2 separate regions of the Mus musculus genome follow, and region 1 is linked to region 2. A link is a contact called in public Micro-C data. All regions are on one chromosome and are shown on one strand. Each heading gives the region's core, a stretch centred on a gene start, on an enhancer-like site or on the middle of the called end of the contact. The rest is flanking DNA. Distances are from core to core; before and after follow the strand shown.

Region 1 (5,163 bases), core at 1,931-4,430, 160 kb before region 2:
GTGTCATCAGAATGTTAAGCACTGGGATAGATCCATAGACAACATGACATAAACAACATAGACAACATGAGGACCTAGGGAAAGGTCCTAGACAGGATGGCAAGACCAGCTTTCCTAAAATGAAGATGCCTGAGCTAAAGTGATAAGAAAAAGACCCAGAACAGATCAGAAGTACAATCAAGCTGAAGCGTGAGTGGAAGCCAGAGAGCAGAATCTTCCTTCTGTCCAGGTTTCCCAAGGGAAAAAAAAAATACTATCAAGACTTTACATAACCCTGGTGATCAAACATGAAATGATATACTATGCTCTATAAGGTAGTTCTCCAATGTCTCATTGGTTATGTTCCCATGGAATCCACTCATTTTAAGAACTTAGAAGTTAGATGGTATCACTTAAAAACTACCTTAGGTGCTTGCTGCCAAGACTCAGGAACTGCTGCCAAGTTTACGGAATCCCTGAGACCCACAAGATAGAGAAGAGACTATGAAGTTTGTCTTCTGGCTTTCACACGTGCACTGTGGTGCATGCACATACATGCTTTTTTAAAAGATGAATTTAGAACTGTCCTTTAAAATAGATGGTTAACAGCTTTTTCCTCCAAGCATACCTAAAAGATGAGTTCAAAATGAAACCACTGATTCTCAAAAATCAATTTATCCCATGACTTCATGGGAAAGGTAAAAAAGACTAGGCTTTGGGACTTATGAAGTGCTCAAACTTCAAGACAGTTATAACTTTGAGGGGCCCTAACAAATTAAATCTTAAGAATGCCAAGTAACTATTGTTTGACTTAAGGTTTGTTCATTTAAACATAATTTTCCTTGCTGAAATGAAGGTCCCTTATCCTCCCACAGAAACTTTTGGTACAACTGGGCTGGACTATCTTCCCAGCAGGTAACAGCCTTAAATACTAACCGGCTTTACTTCAAAGGCAAAGGGGTAAACAAACTTGTTTTTTAAAAAAATACTGACTCCTTAAATTAGAATGATTAATTTTAATTTTACAAACTGTTTAGATTTCCACAACTAAAGAAACCCTCAACCATTTTTTCCCTAGGATACAGTATGTAGTTATGCAGGTGGAAGGGGGACACAAGAAAAATAACAGTTTTCACTCTAGGGAAGCATGCAACATAATAGTAAACTTGCACTTTTAACAAGCTCAGCAGCAACAGTGACTATGTTTTCTGCAGCCAAAATGAAGGGGAGTAGTAAAACCCTAGGATTAGTCCAAAAAAGAAAAAAAAAATCATTCATGGTACCAGCAAGATCATGTTCTGTTATCTGAGGGTTACAAAGTAAAGGACTTAGTCTGTGTCTTCAATGATTTCATAGTCACATGTATGGGAAATAAGCCTGCACTGACAAAATTAATTAGCGCAAGAAGGTGGAGTTCCCTGAACAACAGAGTCTATGTAATATCTAAAGACACCTGGCCAAATTAGCTCAGACTTCAGATGTATGTGACATACTAGGAATTTGGGCCACACCTTCCAGGGCCTGACCATAAGACTCAGGAAAGATGTATCTTACAAACACCCTAGCCTATCTAAAATTGGTTGTCTTTTGGGCAAAACAGTTTTTTAAAGATGATGCCAACAGGGAGGAAAGAGAAAGGTTAGCATTTTTAGAAAGCACTTTGGTCTTTTCTCCCAGGCTTAAGGCTTAGTAAATGCTCCCCAAAACCTCCAAAAATGGGCAGAATAGAAGATAAAACAAGCCAGTGTTGTGTTGCATACTCAGAATTTAAAATGAGCTATAACTGTTTCAACTTACTATGGGAAGCAACAAATACAAGTTTTAAGTAAAAAGAGAAATCTTAAAGCCTTCTCAAACAAAGAAAGACCTCATATCCTTATTTTCCTCAACTACACTGGCTTCTTCAGAGTGTTAGGTTTAGGTCCTAAAAATTGAAGTAAAAGGAGCTTAGTTCCTCTTTTGTCACCCCAGTGCCTTTCTAAAACAGTAATCATTTATTCCATTCTTAGCTTTTGGCTGTTTTAATGCTACTCCAGCAAAGAGCAAGTACACACAGGGCAACTAAAAGCACTTGAACAACTTGACTGCATTTCGGCATGCGTGCCCGTCCCACAAACCCCCAACGACTGTGAACTAACCACAAGTATCAACAGTGACCTCTCAGAAAAGGGGAATCCTCCTTTTTTGGCATACCTAGCTCCCTTAACTTTGGGGCTTAGGCTCAAGGAATGAGAGTGCAAGTGTTCCTTGCTTTCTTAGTTATCTCCTGAGTAACAACACAGTGCACAGGTGACAGAAAGAGGGGGTTCTCAGGGCCACGCGGGATTTAAGAATAGAGGCCCGCAGAGTCTACAGCCCCCGACTCAGTCCTCCTGGCCCGGTGCCGGGTTACCTTTGGGGTCAGAGCGCGCGCTCCCGCCGGGACCGGGGACGCGCCGAGGCCGCCGCACAGGGAGGGCCCAGTTCGACTGAGGAGAGCTGGCGGACGCCCGGGGGCTCCGTTCCTTTGGAAAAGCACACCGCATCCCGGCGCGCCTTGCTCGGCCACGCTCCCAGAGAGAACGGAGCCCGGCACCACTGTTACCCAATAATCATGCCCCGCACCGTCGCAACAATGAGTGCCCCCGGATCCCCGAGAGCACGAGTCCCCCGGCCCTGAGCCACCCCGGCCAAGCGGAACCCCCAGGGCCGAGGGGAAGGGAGGGGTGGCGCGTGAGGCGCCGAGGTCGGCGCCACAGGCCGCGGTGAGTCCGGCTTTTTCCCAGTGCGTAGCCAGGGCCTGGCCCTGCGAGTCCCGGCCCAGGCCGAGCCTGGCCGGCCGGGTGACTCAGGCCGGGCCTGGCCGCTCCGCTCCGCCCTCGGCGTCCTACGCCCACGACTTCTCCGGCCCGGCCGCCATTCCGCCTAGCCGCGGCGCGGCGCCTCAGGCCTCGCCGGCAGCCCGGGCTCGGACGCCGCGGCCCGAGTCACTGCGACGCCGCGGCTCCGCCGTGGCCTGCGCTGCCTCCCGCCACCGCGGCCCGAGCCGCTACTCACCCGCATCTCCGGGCGCCCCCCGACGCTCGGGCGACGGCGTGTAGTGCTCGCGGGGCCCGCCGAGGTCTGGCCGCGTCCCTCAGCGCCCGGGCTGCCCCGCCTGGAGCTGCGTGCGACACGGCGCCCGCTCCTCCTCCTCCTCCCCTGCCCGCCTGCCGGCCCTCCTCCTCCCGCCGCCGCCGCCGCCGCCTGCACCACGCAACCTCCGCCCTCTCGCCGTCCCTCCGCCGCTCCCCGCCCTCCCGGCTTCACCGGCTCTGGCGACCGCGGGGCGAAGCCGTGGGGGAGGGAGGGCCGGAACGCACCGCCATCGGCGTCCGGGGCGGGGGAGCCAAGAAACCGTCGCCGCCATCGCCGGGCCTGCGGCGGCGCGGGAGGGGCACGGAAACGGCCCCCCCAGAGGCCCTGGTCACCCGCTTCGTGGCCAGGACCCGCTTCGCGCGGGCATTTCTACCTGCGAGCCATGGCCTCTGCTTCCCAAACGCCGAGCCGGGTCCTGCCGGACGAGCGGAATCCTCCGCCAGGTTTTCCCGCCGCCCTCGCGTCGGGGCGGCCTCTCGAGTGCCGGCTTCCCGCCACTTCGGACTTCTCGTGGAGACCGAGCCGAGGCTGGGGGCTCTGACCTCTGAAGACACTTCCGGAAGCGGCTGTGGGAGAGGGGCTTTGAGCTCCCCTGCCCCTCCCCTCCATGCACCTCCCGGGAGCTGACATGGGTCCCAACTGCACTGATCCTGGCTGGTGTCTCCTGTCCTGGAGTTGAACCAGAGGCAGTATCCCCAACCGTGAGATGAGAAAGTCAAATGGGCAGGCGGACTCAAGAGAAAAGTGCTACTGCTTCACCGACCCCCCTTTCTACCTGCAGGCCTTGGAGATCCTCCTGCGGAAACCTCCAGCTTGCCCACATACCCACGTGGATGTGTGTCTCCCTCTTTAATACTTTTCAGCAGTGGCCTCCCTTCCTTCTTGAGAGCCTTTTTTCACTTTCACTGTATATGGTTTAGTTAGGGAGAGTTGGGAGTTGCGATTCCAACCTGGGATGGCATGAAGTAGTATTCTTACATCTAGAATAATCTCACCCATTGGAAATCAGCTGCTGTCATCTTGTGCTTTGTAATATTCAATTGTAAATTTGGCAACACCCCTAGCCACAGGTGAGAGGCTGGAGAAAGAATGGATTTACCCCATACCTTGTTAGAGGCAGCTGTTTTAATATCCTAGCTTAGATCTGCCATTTAATTCTGTGAACTAGCAAGGGAAGATTTTCAGTTAGCTCATCATCTGGGCCAAAGATGTATTTGATGTAACTTCTGTAACTTTTCACCAAACTAGAACACCACAGAGATTCTTTCTAATGCACCATTTCGGGGCAGAAATCCTCAGCAGACCTGACAGGTCTCAAATCCACAACTTGAGTAACCCGTGCTTCCTCTCAAAAGAAAGTCCCACTGGTGTGTAGTCCAGCAGTTCTCATTCTGTGGATGGACACCCGTTGGACAAACTTCTATCTCCAAACACATTTACATTACGATTCATAGCAGCAAAATTACAGTTATGAAATAGCAACAAAAACCATTTTCTGATTGGGGGTCACCTGGTGAACTGTATTAAAGAGTCACAGCATTAGGAAGTTAAGAACTGCTGGTTTAGTGTCTTCTATCGAACTGTAGCTTTTTGTCAACATCTATTAAGTATTTTTTAGAAGTGTTGTTTCTGCATGTGTATACCAAATTATATTATCTTTACGTTTGTCTGGGGAAAAGGTTTTTAATTTGTTTTATGTCAAACACCTCAATAACTCATTCAAAAGAAACATGTTTTTAGTAACTTTTCTGTAGACATATGGTAAGGGTGGAGATAAATGTAAGGCTTGTTCCTTGTATATTTTGGCTTTCATTTTAAACTGGATTCCCATGTATTCATAGAAAACAGTTTACTTCCTCTCTATATTTCCTAATCTGTTGTCTTCAGTCTCACCAGTCTATATGGTCTCCTTTCCTGTGATTTTTCACCTCTGGATATGAGTTTGTATGTCAACTTGAGGGTTTTCTCCAACCCATTTTGCCTTAATACAAGTATTTAATCTATCTGAATCCACTCCCTGATTCGCCCTGCCTCCATTCCTTGTTTTAAAGTATCTTATTTACTGTC
Region 2 (5,227 bases), core at 2,237-4,736:
CTGATAGAATTTCAAAACAACAAAGTGAGAACTGTAAGAATCAGACCCATCTGTGACCACAGCTAGACACTGCAGCCCTCTTTTGCTTTGTAATAGAAAGAACCACTAAACATAAAATCAATAAAAATGTATAGGACCTGTACAACATGGAGTCAGGTTTGTTAACAAACTGTAGATTGTGAAAAAAGTATTTATGATGTCTGTCTGACAAAGGACTTGTATATAGCATACAAGCTCTTTCTAATCAATAGTGAGAAACAAAACAAGTAATTAAGGAGGTGGAGAAAGATTTCAAGACAGCTCACAAAATTTATATGACAATTAACATATGAATAGACACTCAGCATCACTAGTGATGAGATTACCGCACATCAAAAAGCACAGTGACATCGCGACTCATCTACCAGAGTGGTTGAGTAAGAAGGCTGACAGCAGTGAAAGTTGGTGAGACTGTTGAGCACCTGGTCTTTTAGATATTGATCATAGGACTGTGAGGTGGTTGGATCATTTTGGAAAGCTGCACGTTAATGTCTTACAAAGCTAAAGATCTACTTACTTTAATATCTTAGTGATTGAATTTCTAGGCATTATCAAAGAAAATGGATACTATGTCTGCCTAAGATGTGTGCAAGATTTTTCATAGTAGTTTTACTCATAATAACCCAAATATGGAGACAATCTAGCAATAGGTAAGTAGATAGAACAAAGGACATCATATTCATTCAATAAAATGCAACTTGTCAAGAGAAAGAAATGCTATTGATAGACAAAACAGTGTGGACAGATCTAAAAAAAAAAACAAAATATTATGCAATGAAAAGGAAGACAATTTTTATACCAGTTATTGAAACCTTGGAGGAGCAAAAGGATTAGATGGGGTTTAAAAGAAAGTGGTTATAAAAGCAGCTGAGAAGTCTTTTTAGGATGATGTGTTCTGTATGAGTGTATGAACTTAATAGTCACTGACCTGTGTCGTGCATAGGTTCATATGATGAGTTTATCTTAAAAAAAAGCCAAAATTAATAAGGATAGGGACCTTGATGAGGCTATAATTGAACTTGGGATAATGTCATTTAGCTACCTATTTAAATATATTTTATTTATGCGTATGTGTTTGTCTGTGCATGAGTATGGGCATATGCATGTGGGTGCCTATGAAGGATTCCCTGGAGCTGGAGTTACAGGCAGTTGTGGGCAGTCTGATGTGTGTACTGAACTTGTGTCCATCTGGAAGAACAGTATCTGCTCTTAACTGCTAAGCCATCTCTCCAGCCCCATTTGTTTTAAATTGCTTTTTTCCAGGTGAGTAGCTGCTAGAAAGTCTGTTCTACGTCCTACATACCTCCAATGATAGCTGAGTTTCTGTTGACTCCATTTCTTATAGCTTGGCCTTGTCCTGGGTTATATGGGAAATCAGCACTGGCTGTGGAGAAAGACAGAGAGAGGGAAGTAGAAGAGTCAAATGCACCAAAGAATTTCATACTTATTTCTTCATACAACTCTTTGACACTGTTCATTTCTACAAATGAAATTTCTACCACGTCAGATGGCCCCAAACCTTGCTATTGTCTTGTAGTATCCAAAATGAATTCAAGACCACCCAGTACCTTCCCCCTTAGAAAAGGACTTTCCAAACTGTACTAGCAGGCCAAGTTCAGAGCCAGATAAGGAAGCTGGCTGACTAAACAAATGTAAAAAACATAGTTTTAGTGGTCAAAATGACTAAGTCTACAGTTGTCAAAATAATATTAGCTGTCTCAGAGAAATAACCATACCAAAAATAACAGTTCTCAGAAAAATCCCCCTACCTCACCCTACACTGAATTCTGACAAAAACAAAAACAAAAACAAAAACAAAAACAAAACACAAATTATCCTGACCTTGCTGGAATTCCCTGTGACATTAATAGCTGTGATGTTAATAACTGACCCATAAGTTCAAAATGTACTATTGCTTTGCTGACCATATCATAGTAACCCACCATGGGGGCAAGCAAAGTGAGTCACTAGGCCAGAGGTAGTCACTATGCAAACAGACCAATGCCTGAAAAGGTTACTTGCTACACCAATTAGAATAAGCCAGTTACCCTGTTGCTCAAATCTGCCCCTTACAAAAGTATAAAAAATTTCTTCTTTCTTTGTTCTGGGTCTCTCCTCTGGCCTGCGTGCTGAGAGGGGAGTCCCCAACATGTTGGATCAATTAAAAATCCTCATGCAGTTTTCAGCGATGGCAGTCTCTATGGTCTTTGTGAGTCAGGGTCTTTTGACGAACTCTAACAGTCTCCCACAAACATTCAAGAAATCCCCACCCCCATTTTTGCTGTTTCTTTTTGTACAAGTTCCAATGTTATATGGCTCATTTATGGGCAATGTTAGAGAATCTTAGAATGTTCTGAGGCAGCTGGTCCCTGATCTGCTGATAAGTGTATGATTAGAATAGTTATCTTAGGGTGTCCTCCAGTGGTTGCTTTCAAGACAGTGAGTCCAGAGACACTCAAACCCTGGATGTAATTTGGGAGCATATGACCTTCATAATCCTCCTGTATGATTTAAACAGTCTCTAAATTGCTGATAATACTCTATGGACTTTAATGACATTTTCCAAGCCACTTTACTGTACATTTATTGTTGATGATGTTTTTGTTTTTGTTTTTGTTTTTGTTTCAGGGTTTTTGTGTGTAATACCCCTTGCTGTCCTGGACTCAATTTGTAGACCAGTCTGGCCTCAAAGTCACAGAGATCTGCTTGACTCTGCCTTCTGAATTCTGGGATTAAAGGCATACACCACTTGGACCAGTATAGAACATTTTAGAAGGGACTATTTTTGTTTGTTTGTTTGTTTTTTGTTTTTTTTTAAATTTTTTTGTTTATTTGCAGTTCTTTTAATTCAACCCGTAGGACCTACAGACACAGAAACAGAGGGCTTGTTTTCTCATGTTCTGCTGAGATATGTCTTCCACCCACTTATATTCCATACATTATGAACAGTTTGGGTTTATATGCTGATGAGATTTTTACAGCACCCATTATTTGTTCAAAAGTAATTGCTTCTTTAATATTTAGCATGGCTTTGATAAAGCAGTAGACCCTTCAGGAATGTGTAACAGGCTTAAAGTTCAGAAACACTGAGAGGAATGTTAATGGCTTAATTTTCTATTTCTTTCCTGCTTAAAAAATAGAACAAAATTTATATGTTTCTCAAAGATGAATTCCATGTAGCACTCCAAAGACAAATAGATTCTGAAAAACCTTTCTCAGGTCAGTGGAGCATCTATAATAAGTAATTCATACAAGCAAATTTCGTTTCTTTTTAGCAGGACTGGGTATAAAACCAATGGCCTTGTACCTGCCAAGCAAGGTTCTGCCATTGATCTACATTCCCAGACCCTTCCAGCCCACGGATAGATTTGCAAGGGTTGGGCTTCCACTTGAGCAGTTCAAGCAGACTTATCTCCCTATGGAGCTAACTTTTCCTCCAGTAGATGGAGCAGAGAATCAGATCAATGCCTGCTGGATGGTGCCAAGTCACTGTGAGAAACATTTCCAAGGTCTGTACTGGTATGATAAACAGAGAGACCAGTGTTACCATTCAGGTAGTGAAAGAGTAGTAAACTCAGTGCTCCAAGGTATGCTAATCATAAAACAGATAGTGACATTCCTCCACCCACTCACTTCCTGAGTTCAAGGAGTATTCATTCAAAGAAAGTCACCCTGACCATTACCGGAAGCTGCAATGCAAATGTGCTATTGTTAGGGGCTCTTAGAAGCTGTCTTGAGAGTTAACAATTACCAGGTATTCCTTGTGACACCTGTGACTTTGTACTTCCTTGTGACTCTTATCTGGTATTTTTGGTATTTTCCAACAACGCCCTTCCCACCTCCTTGAGTTGTGGTTTTTCTCCTTTAAATACCCCCTTACTCAGCTACTCGGGGCGCCACAGTCCTCTACCCCTGCGTGGTGTATGACCGTGGGCCCAAGAGCGCTCTTGAATAAAAATCCTCTTGCAATTTGCAACAAGACCATTTTCTCGTTGGTGATTTTGGGGTGTCGCCTCTCCTGAGTCAGAACGTGGGGGGGTCCTCACGTTGTGGGTCTTTCAGTAGAACCTTGCTGGGGACTCAGTTCATAAGGCTAATTTATCCCTGGGTATAGAAAGCTAAGAATCTTTAGGACAATGACAAAAAGAGTCAGAGACCTTTCTCTTCCCATCTCCTTAGAAATATGTGAATGAAATGTGGGATTTCATATTTTCAACTAGCAGGTGTGATTTAGTTTTCTCTCTTAGATTCATTTAAAAATTTTTAAAATTTGTTTTGTGTATGTGTGTATATGTGGATACAAGCATTCAAAGATGTACTGGTGGAGTTAGAGGACAACCTGCATGAGTTGGTTCCTTCTTTCTACCAATGATTAAACTCAGGTGGTCAGCCTTGACAACAAGTGGCTTTACTCCCCGAGGTGTATCACTGGTCCCAGACATGACAGGTTTACCTAGGATCAGAGAAAATTTTCTCTCTTGGATTTGTACATTGCTAATCTTTTTGATCATCAGCATCATTCAAGCCTGCTGACTCTGCTAGCCATAATCTCTGACAAACATATGAGTGAAAGAAAATTTATTTCCAAATCCTCAGGATTCTTCAAACTCTTCCAAGTCTTTAATTGTGCATGCAAAAAGTGCCTTTGATAGAATTTGTTTATATTAACTGGCTTAATCCTAAATCTAGATATCTTTGAAAACAATTCAGTTTGCTTCTTCTCCTAATGGTTTCCCTCCAGTTCCATCTCAGTTTAATATTTTTCCGGGATAGATAGCATTGATTTAAGATTTCAAACCAAGAAGGCAAAGATCAACCATGTATAGGCTTATCACTCTGTGGTGATTTGAATGAGAAATGTGCCCCATAGGCTCAGGTATTTGATCACTTGACACCCCCATCCCCTCCCACCCCCCCACACCCCCCAGTTAGTGGCACTATTTGGAGAGGTTATATAACTTTTAGGACATGAAGACTTGCTGGAGGAAGTACATCACTGGGTGTGGACTTTGAGAGTTAATAGACTCATTCCACTTCCAGTTCACTCTCTCTACTCCCTTCATGCAGTTGAAGATGTGATTTCTCAGCCTGCTATTTTGGACTCTCCCTGTGCAACTGAAACATAAAATCATCCTTTCTCTTGTGGGGAGCTGAGGAAACCTCCAGTGAATATATAAAGAATAAATGA

Evidence for each region. A called contact is a pair of places that touch in the nucleus more often than the background predicts.
Region 1: a contact with region 2 is called in a Micro-C map of embryonic stem cells, with 1.9 times the contacts expected there. The contact joins the promoter of Cul1 here to the enhancer-like site in region 2. A contact is called at or near these places in 5 of 39 promoter capture datasets (the 3T3-L1 cell line, hippocampal neurons, neural stem cells and 2 more), 2 of 484 Hi-C or Micro-C datasets (embryonic stem cells and palatal mesenchyme), 9 of 115 datasets of contacts at active chromatin or transcription factors (acute myeloid leukemia, bone marrow-derived macrophages, embryonic midbrain and 6 more) and 1 of 9 other capture datasets (liver).

Annotation. Positions count from the first base shown.
Region 1 is chr6:47,452,336-47,457,498 of GRCm38.p6, reverse strand. Cul1 (cullin 1) reads right to left here and starts at 3,180. Exons shown (of 22, transcript NM_012042.4): 1 at 3,016-3,180.
Region 2 is chr6:47,292,915-47,298,141 of GRCm38.p6, reverse strand. Cntnap2 (contactin associated protein-like 2) reads right to left here. Exons shown (of 24, transcript NM_001004357.2): 23 at 1,343-1,423. Among named protein-coding and RNA genes, the nearest start is that of Gm35280, 38 kb to the right of the region's middle. Within about 2 kb of position 3,486, at least 10 of the 459 cell types and tissues checked have an H3K27ac peak or open chromatin away from gene starts, as enhancers often do. A contact at or near this core is called in embryonic stem cells and intestinal villus epithelium, where this site is marked.